Regions from separate parts of the Macaca mulatta genome. Here region 2 is linked to region 1. A link is a contact called in public Hi-C data. All regions are on one chromosome and are shown on one strand. Each heading gives the region's core, a stretch centred on a gene start, on an enhancer-like site or on the middle of the called end of the contact. The rest is flanking DNA. Distances are from core to core; before and after follow the strand shown.

Evidence for each region. Hi-C and Micro-C count contacts between places; a contact is called where the count stands out from the background.
Region 2: a contact with region 1 is called in a Hi-C map of liver, with 2.7 times the contacts expected there. The contact joins the enhancer-like site here to the promoter of DNAJC1 in region 1. A contact is called at or near these places in 2 of 14 Hi-C or Micro-C datasets (fetal cortex germinal zone and liver).

Annotation. Positions count from the first base shown.
Region 1 is chr9:23,472,277-23,477,052 of T2T-MMU8v2.0, reverse strand. DNAJC1 (DnaJ heat shock protein family (Hsp40) member C1) reads left to right here and starts at 2,041. Exons shown (of 12, transcript NM_001261677.1): 1 at 2,041-2,519. The coding sequence starts at 2,292.
Region 2 is chr9:23,707,302-23,712,077 of T2T-MMU8v2.0, reverse strand. It overlaps LOC114669905 (a long non-coding RNA gene), which reads left to right. Exons shown (of 3, transcript XR_013397963.1): 1 at 1-1,522. Among named protein-coding and RNA genes, the nearest start is that of TRNAN-GUU, 23 kb to the right of the region's middle. Within about 2 kb of position 2,482, at least 27 of the 40 cell types and tissues checked have an H3K27ac peak or open chromatin away from gene starts, as enhancers often do. A contact at or near this core is called in liver, where this site is marked.

The DNA of each region.
Region 1 (4,776 bases), core at 792-3,291:
CGTCTCTAAATAAATAAACTAAAAATCTGTGGTAGGGGGAATGGTGGTAGGGAGGTAGTCACAGGATTCAATTCAACTAATTAAGTGCTCTCATGTGCTATGCACTGTGCTAAGCACTGGGGAATACCCAGAAAAGGCAATGCTGCTTGCTGTGGACTTAATGTTTTGATCCTTCCAAAATTCATGTGTTGAAGTTCTAATCGCCAGTGTGATGATATTTGGAGGCTGAGCCTTTGGGAGATAATTAGGTTTAGATGAGCTTATGGAGCTGAAGCCCCCATAATGAGATTAGTGCACTTATAAGAAGAGACATGAGAATTTTTTTTTTTTTTTGAGACAGAGTCTCACTCTGTCACTGAGGCTAGAGTGCAGTGGTGTGAGATCCCTACTCACTGCAACATCTGCCTCCCGGTTTCAAGCGATTCTCCTGCCTCAGCCTCCCGAGTAGCTGGGACTACAGGCGTGAGCTACCCCCGGGTACTTTTTGTATTTTTAGTAGAGATGGGGTTTCATCATATTGATAAGGCTGGTCTCAAACTCCTGGCCTCAAGTGATCCGCCTGCCTCGGCCTCTCAAAGTTCTGGGATTACAGGTGTGAGCCACCAGGCCTGGCGGAGAACTCTTATTTATCTATCCATCCATCCATCACCCCTTCTTCCCTGGCCACCTGAGGATACACCAAGAAGACAGCCATCTGCAAACCAGGAAGAAGGCTTCATCAGCACCCAACCATGCTGGCACCCTGACCCTGGACTTCTCAACCTCCAAAACTGTGAGAAATAAGTATCTGTTGTTTAAGTCACCCAGTCTAAAGTATTTTGTTATAGCAGCCCTCATGATAGATTAAAATGTGAGTAATTCAAGCATACCTATTATTTTTAAGCAAGATATACTTGCATTCATTTATGAATTCATTCAAAAATATTTCTAAAACTCCATACCAAGATTTGCATTTATTGATTTTATTTAAAAATATTTTTAACACTCCATACTAGGATTTTCTCAGTAAGATTTGCTTCCTAGTGTTTTTCTAACCTTTATCCAACATAGTATATTCTGACTATGAGAGGGAAGTAGCTTTATCATTACGCTATGGAGCTTGATTTAACTAACTAGATCCAAGATGGAAAGAGCATGAGGTCAAACTTTCAAAATTGAGCTAACTTTCTGAGTTTTAGTAGCATTTTTTGCTTCCTTCTTCCTCAACAAGAGTGGAGAGTTCAGGGAAGAGAAATGTGAGAAAGCCAAAAGGAAAATAAAGTTCACACAAGAGAATCGTGGTGGAGAAAATAACTTGAAAAGAGATTGAACAGAAGCAATGCAAGACTAGGAAGTGAGGCATTGTTACGGAAGAGAGAGAAGGTTTTTAGCCTGTCTTTTAAAACGGAAACATCTCAACTGAGGTCTATTTTCAAAAGAACCCCAACTGGAGGTGGGCTAAGATGGATAAACTCCATTCCTCCTCCAACTATGACTGAGTCACCATTATTAACTATTAATTCTACCAGGCCATTTTGTGGTATTATACCTGTAAATCTTAATTCATAATTGTTTTGGTTTGAATTCCTTTTCTGCTCTACCTCTCTCTACTTACTAGATTTGCCCCTTTTAGAACCTGGTTCAACTTGTCCTGTCTTCTTTGCTGAAGGACTAATTAAATGCACGGAAGCCATAATCAATTAATCAGGCTTCAAATATGCTTTTAGTGTTCGATAGCTGGGGGAGGGGAAGACAGTAGCTATTTCGGGGGAAGTCCACGAGGGGCGTTCCAGGTAGACGCGTGATGGCTATAACCTTCCCTGTCTCTCAGCCCGTTTTGGCGTAGATTCAGCTCCTCGACGCGCCCAACCGATTGAAAGGCATTTCACCTAGGCCCAGATCGGGGCGCCAGGCGTCCAGGCTTCCGGCCACGCCCCCTTCCCCGCGGTTGCTAGGAGACGTGATGTCACCGGAAGCGAGGCCTGGGATAGGCTGAGGCAAAGGGAAGCCTCTCCCCCTGTGCAGCCCAGGCGCCGGGCGCTGGCTCTCCAGCTGTGTGTAGGCCTGGGGGCCAGGGTCCGCGGAACGTATCGCCGACTGCGGCCCCGCCCGCCCGCCCAGCCGCTGGTCCGGCCGCGGGCTCCCGCCACCACCGCGCTCAGTCTGGGACCAGCCGCCTGGCGGGCCGTTCCGGTGCGCCTGCCCGCGCTTTTCACTGACGGGCACTGTTTCCCACAGCCAGTGCCGCCCGCCACGTCCCAGCTCTCGGCCAACGGAGGTGCGCGGCGGGTGACCTTTCCGAGCCCAGTGCGATGACGGCTCTGTGCTCCTGGCCGGCACAGCTTCCTGGGCGCCGCCAGCTCGGGCTAATGCCTTTCCCGCCGCCGCAGCCGCGGACGCCGCTGCTGTGGCCGCTGCTGCTGCTGCTGCTGCTGGCCGCCGTGGCGCCGGCGCGCGGCTGGGAGAGCGGAGACCTGGAGTTGTTTGACTTGGTGGAGGAGGTGCAGCTCAACTTCTACCAGTTCCTCGGAGTGCAGCAGGTAAGCAAGGAGGCGCGCGGGGCCGGGCGGAGAGGGGCCGGGGCAGGCGGCAGGCGACCCCGGTTCCTCAGAGAGTCGGACACGGAGGGCAGGGCTCGGTCACCCCGGGCTCTGGCTGCCCTCAGCCCGGGCCACCGGGGTCCTCAGCCTCGGAAGGACGTGTCCGTCTTCCCCAGATCCTTACTCCTGCTTCAACTTTTCTAGTCCCAGCCCCAGTGACAGGCTGGACGACGCCACTTGCCTGGGGTGGCAATGCCATCTCTCTGGTCCGGCGTTCTGGGGAAGAGCCTTCCCCCTCCAGCTGTGCTGGAGGAAGAAGGAAGAGTGGTGTGGGTAGACTTTTTTTGTTTTTAATTTAACACCTACCGTTTGCCTTCCTGTCCCCCTGAATGTGAGAAAGAGCAGCCGCTTCTCTAAACTGTCATCTTCCACCGAGACTTACCCTCATTCTTATTCTTATTTCAGCTGCCTCCCCTCCTCTTCCCTTCTGGGAAAGTAGGAATGCACTGTGACCAGTGTCTGTGTTGCAGAAGTTTTTCTTACCTCGTACTTGGACATCGTTTTTAGCCTGTTAGATAGATGTTTCTTTCGCAGTTTAGAAATCTGGAGGAATTTGAAGCCTCTACCAGGTTGGAGGTGTTAAGTTTTTTGGGCAGCACAGGACTTGGAGTGCGATTGGAAGAGAAGCCCCCAACCAGTAATGTAGGAATGGGTTTTTTTTTCCCCCTTTTCCTTTTGTTTCATTTTGTTTTCTTTTTTAGCTTGAGACATTAACTTGTAAAACCCTTCTGTTGCTTTTTAGTTCTACCATTGAGGGTGGTTGAGTGAGGGTAGATATCCAGTCTCTACCTGAAGTCTCGCGCAAAGGAGAAGATAACATTTCGCTGATTTCAGGCTTACAGGGTGAAAAATGTATATTTCACACTTATCTGATTGAGCCCTTCGTACAATGCTTTGAATAGTTATGGGAGTAAAAAATTAATGTTTACAATAGTTGTCATTCAAGGCACACTTCACATAACTAGATATGAAATGCACATCCCCCTCCCCCATAGGTTATCATAAATGTGGGTGAACTATTCAACATTTACTGAATTTTAATTTTCAAACATTGCATTTTCATTCCATCACTGAATATAAACTTACTAGGCTGCCAGGGTACCATGAGTCTAACAGTTTTTTATTTTTGTAAGAGTTATAAAGTATAGGCATGTCACACTTCAGATTCATATGTGCAAGCAACTTTGTAATAACTGTATTTGTGATCTGTTACCTGGTGCCCGCCCCTCCTCATAGAGACACTATATATCTCATTTTCAAAGCAAATGATGATGGAGTATGTGTAAAAATAATTAGTGAAATACTAATTTTGATGACTTTTAAGAATTTCTTTAATACTGGGAATAATTAGAATTTATCATTGTTGATTACATTCTTTAGGTAAAGAGAATCTTAAACATAACCCATCCAAAAATCTTGAAGATCCAGTTATTCATGAAAAATTAAGTGCCTTTAAGAGAGCAGAAATTTAATAGCAGTTTAAAATGTAGATTATGTAATCTAGCTTTGCATGTGAACTCTCATAGAATTTTCGTTTATAATTTCATGTAACTTGATTTGCATAGTTAGTTAGGCAGTGTGAACATCCAGAGCACTTGACTTTCTGGGCAAAGATGAGAAAATAAAGAAGCATGGATAATCAAGAAGATTCTTTGTCAAGGTAGAATCTGAAAAGAAGATTATTTTATTGTTTTTAACCTGTGTTTCTCTATACAGCTGTATTGAAATTGGAAAGAATGCAGGAGGAATTTTTTTCTGTCCAAGCAGAGAAACTGAATGGAACAAGTTTTTTTCTTTACATTGAATCTTAACTTTGTTAGATGACTTTCAGGGACCAGAAATTTGGTGGAAACAAACGCAACCTGTCCAAGGTCTTTCATGTGTAATTTTCAAGCCAGAACCATTTGGTGACTAGCCAAACATGAGGGACCAGAACAAAGTAGGTAGGCTACTGAAAGTGGTGACCTGGCTCTATGCACTAATCTCTTCTTCTTGTTCAAGCAACAGAGATGTATTTGTGCCTATTGGATTTTAAGCATTGGGAGTTGGCCTTTATATAAAACAAAACCCCTAACCTTATAGTTCAGTAGGGAGAAACAGACAGTAAACAACCAAGTAAATAAATATAAATGTTATATGGTCAGAGAAGGCCTCTGAGAGAAGTTAGGGAGTAAGCCATGTGGGTAATTGTGTTGTA
Region 2 (4,776 bases), core at 1,233-3,732, 230 kb before region 1:
ATTTCAGAAGGAAGCAATCCTTGATAGATGAGAAAATAACTTACTTTAAGCTTTATTCATTTTTCTTTTTGGCTACCATAAAATATCTTTTTCTAAGTAGCTTTAGGGTTTTTTAAAAAAATCTAATCCAGATTAAATGTTTAAAAAAACCTGGCAAGTTAATTGTAAGTTTTCCCATAAAAGAGAGAAGCACAAAATGCCATGGAGTATATCCAAGAAACATAACATAAACATAAGACTTACAATGCACAATTTAAAATTTCATATATTGTCAAATGATAAATGTCTGTTCCAGCCATGAATACTTTAACTTCAAAAATCTTTCATAGCCTTAAAAAAGAACTCTCACAGAAACAGAAGCTGGAATGCTATTTGTGAACTAGGCCTTGCACCTTGTCAATATTTTTAGTTCTTAAATTTCTGGAATTTCTAGAGCCGTAGAACAGCTGTTTCATTTTGAAATTTTGATTTTAACATTTCACTAACACACTGGGAAAGGATCATCTTAACTAAAGGTGTCAAGACTAACGTTTGAGCTTAGTCGTTGAATTTTCTCTTACGGGAAACAGTTTAATCCCCAAGTACTATGAGATAGGCATTTTAAGGCAACTTTTAAAAAAGGAAAATAAAAGAAATCTGCTTTTTGCCGTCTAGGAAAGATACATTTTTCCTTGTGGAAATCTGCAGTCTGAAAAGACAGATACAAAAAGCATGAACTGTTGAAAATAACCTAAATGTTCTTTAAATGTTTAAAGGCCAGCTCATCCTGCAGTGGTGATAGAATAGTCGGCTTACAACACGCAAAGCCGAGCCGCGGGTGGGCAGGCGCCGTCCGTGGCTCGCGGAGTGGATGAACTCGAGGGCGCGGCTGCTGCGCTTGGGGAGCTTCCAGGGCGCCAAGTTCGGGTAGCGCTTCTGATGGATTCCCGGGTCTGGGAGGATCCGATTATCCCGGGACCCGGTGACACGCACAAAGCTGAGGTTAGAGTTGGCCAGGAAGGGAGGACCTAGTGAGCCGGTGGAACACAAGCGGGAAGGCCTTTCCTTCTAGGAGCAAAACCAGCCACGCGCCCGGGACGCCCGGGGACCCCTTTGGGGCTCGGTTTCCTTCGCTGTGATCCTGAGTCTACCCTGACATGTTCCCCTCCACCGGCCCGAAGAAATCGTCGCTTCCAGCCTCCAGCTACCGTCACCTTTGCGGGGCTGAGAGCGGAGGACCGGGACAGAGAAGGAGCCGGTGGTCCTGGTCAGCTGCGCAAAACCCGACGGCGCGGGGACTCCGGGCCTGGGGCCTCCATGGCCGCGGCCTCCTTGTCTCCCGGGCCGGCTGCTCCCTACGCTGCGAGACTGAGGGCACTGGGGACCCAGGGACTTCTCTGGCACTAGCGAGGTCCTAACCTTGAGTGAAGAACGCTGTCGAGTGCAAGTGAAGAATAACGGGGGTGGACGCAAGGAGAATGGTCTCGGGGCGCGCTTGCGCCTCTACCCGAGGACCGAGGTGGGGATTCGACAGACGCCAGCGGTAGGGACCCGGGACGAGAAGCCCCGACTTTCTGAGTCGTGAGCCGCCTCCAATCGCCCCAGGACGTAACCCCGAGGAGCTTTCAGACACGGGCCGCGCCTAAAGTCGCTGGGAACCGCGAACACCGGAGTCCCAGCCACCTCCCGGACTGGCGCCCCGAGGCCAGGGGACCCGCCTGGGGCTCCCGGCCGAGCCCCGACCTCGGACGTTTTTCCGGGAGCTGCGAGAGGCCTCGCGGCCTGGGCCAGGCGCAGCGGCAGGCATCGATCGCTGGCTCCCAGCGAGTGGCCCCGCGCAGGTGGAGGTGGCCCCGTCACCTCCAGGAGCGCCCCCAAGCCCCGGTGCCCCCAGCGTGCGCCCTCTCCTCCTCCCCGAAAGTTAAGTTCGTGTTTTTCGGTTCTCGGTTACGCATCCCCTTGGCACGCGTGCCCAGCCACACCCTGGGCGAAACTAGAGGGCCTGCGTCCCCTGGGGGCTGCCGCGAGACCCCGAGTGAGGTGTCCCCTCCGGGCCGGGCCCGAGCCGGAGGCCCCCTTTGCAACCTAGAGGAGTGCGGGGCGGGTGCGGCGCAGGAACCGCCAGGCCGGGGAGGGGGCCACGCCCGGGCCCGGGCCAAGAGCGCGCGTCCCCCGCCCGGGCCCTGCGGCCCTCCCCAGGTGTCTGAGCAGAGCTGCTGAAGCTGTAGAAATGTGCTGGCGCCTGTCCACCGCTGCACACAAAACCCAGCCAAAAGCGGCGAGAGGAAAAGCGAATATGGCGCTGCTGAAAATGGAGCCTCGGCATCTAGAAAGTCTTGCTTTCCTTTCCTCTTCTGGCTCTTAATTCGTCGATCTTTTCCCCCTTGCCCTCTCACGAGGGCCTCCTGCGCTTTCCTTCGGGTGTTCTCTACCCCTCGGCCCCTTTCCTGTTCTTATGAATAATCTCCTTTACTCGGTTTTCCTTCTTCCTTTCCACTCTCGGTTCCTCTTTCTCCATTTTGTGTTACAGGCGCCTTGCTTCTTGTTCCCTTTCTGGGCGCGCACTCCCCCGCCCGGCTCTCTTTATTTTGTGTGTGGGTGTCGGAGCAGGGGAGGGGGTGGCAAGGATCGTCAGGCTGAGTATCGAGTTTGTTTGTTTTTTTTTCTTTCCTTCTTATTTTTTTAAAGGTATTATCTTAGGAGCCAAGCATCTCCTTTGGTGGTGCGCTCCTCGCCTCGCGCCTGGTGCCCCCCACCCGGCTGCACCCGCGGCTTGCGCGGCCGGGTCCCACCAGCCGAGCGTCGCCCGCGCAGGAGGAGCCTCGGGTTCTCCGCAGAAGCGAATACTTTGTTTTTGTTTTAAGCTAGAGCCTTGCTTTTGCAGTGATTCGTGGCTGTGGCGTGATTTTAAATAGGTGAGGAATCGGAGTCTCATTTCCCCAGGGGGCTTCCAACGAGGATTTTAAGAGAAGTGTGCAAAGAAGACAGCAATGTCCTTTTTTTTTTTTTTCTTGTTTTCTTTTGAACAGAGGGAACCCCCCCGCCCCACGCTCTACGCGCTGAGATAGTTACGTCTTTAAGGCTAAACTTTTTTAAAATTAGTTTTTCTTTTACACTTATGGCTGACTTTTGATCCTTTTAAAAAAAGGATGAAGTCAAAACAGACTGATGCTTTTGAATACACAACGTCCCCACTTCCCCACGTCCCCAAATTGTGATGCTGGGATAGTTCCTCTAAGATGCGTTCTGATTTTGAAATTCAAGGTCTCTAAGCTCTGTTAAGCGGAACCATGAAAAATATATTGCTACATTAAAAATAGACGGTGATACTGACTGCTACTGCTGAATCGTAGTAGAAAATTTTTTTTTTTGAGTCTGTGCAGGATTTGCCTTGGTTTTATTAGGGAACCTGCTAATAGAAGCAATTTCAAGTGATGGGCTTCCCTCATTAAAAAGCTGGCAGCAATGACATCTTTTCTGAGTGCCTCTGAGTGCCTCTGAGTGCCTCTCCTTAGTCGTGGTAAAAAAAAAATTAAAATAAAATAAAATTAGTTTACATGCAGTGTTTGAAAAGAAAATGATTTTGCTTCCCAAGTTTGTATGTATTTTCTTTTTTTTTTTTTACCAACTATATTTCACTTTATTTACAATTGTCAGTTTATTCTCACACCTGGTCAGTTTCATCTTCTCACCATCGTCTGTTAGAACCACATCCTCCGGCAAAAAAAAAAAAAACCCCAAAACAACCCCCCCCAAAATAAACAAACAAACAAACAGGTGTTCATCCCTATGAGATGCTAATGCCCCTGGAATTGTTTGAAAAGAGCAAAATTTTGTAAGGAGTTTCTTTTTAAAAAAATGAGTTATAGAAGTATTCTTAAAAAAAAAAATCTTAGAATGTTTCCTTTAAAAATTACCTTTGTTGGTTTTTCATTAATTGTCATTGATTAAAATTAGGTTATAAACCTATCTTAATTTCAGACTGTTTCTTTATGAAAGAAAGGAGAAAGTAAATAGGTGTTGGCAAGAACTAAACCAATGCAACTAGGCCCTATTGAGAGCCTAAATCTGTAAATTGGTATCCTTAAAAAACATTAATCAAATTGAGGTTGGTACAGGTAGTTCTCTGCCTCGAACAGCTGATTTTTAAAAGTCTTATAAAACAGGTTAAAATGTGTTTTTAGTCTAGGTTCCTACTTCTTTCTTATGCATTTCTCCTGGTAGATAAATAAATGAATCTAACTTGATGAGTAGGTAGATATTTCTCCAGATGAACTTTCTAAAAATGGGCAAAGTTAGGGAAGTGATTAATACCCTTCAGTTTAATTGGAATGATTCAGTGCTTATACCCAGTTAATCCTATTAAGATGCTATTTCCTGCTCAGGGGGATAAATTAAGCACAACTCAGATTGTTTTAGATGGACAACTTGGTATATATTCTAAGCAATGGGGGCTAGAAAAAAATATCACTTCTCCGAAAAATATACATTGTGTACCAGTAATGTTCAAAGTACTTTGAGGAAATGTATTGATGAGATGGGTATAAATCATAGTGAATGTTGTTAAGGAGTTTACAGATTATAAAAAGCAATTGATCTTTCTTTATTTTCTCTTATTTAGAAAACAAACATTCATAAGAAAAAAATAAAATTAGATCCCTTCTTTTTCCCACACACAAATTCAGTTTCAGATCAATTACAAAGTTAAATAAGAAAAACAGAATTAAAAAAATATTGAAAGGCCAGGCGCAGTAGCTCATGTCTGTAATCCCAGCACTTTGGGAGGCCAAGGCGGGC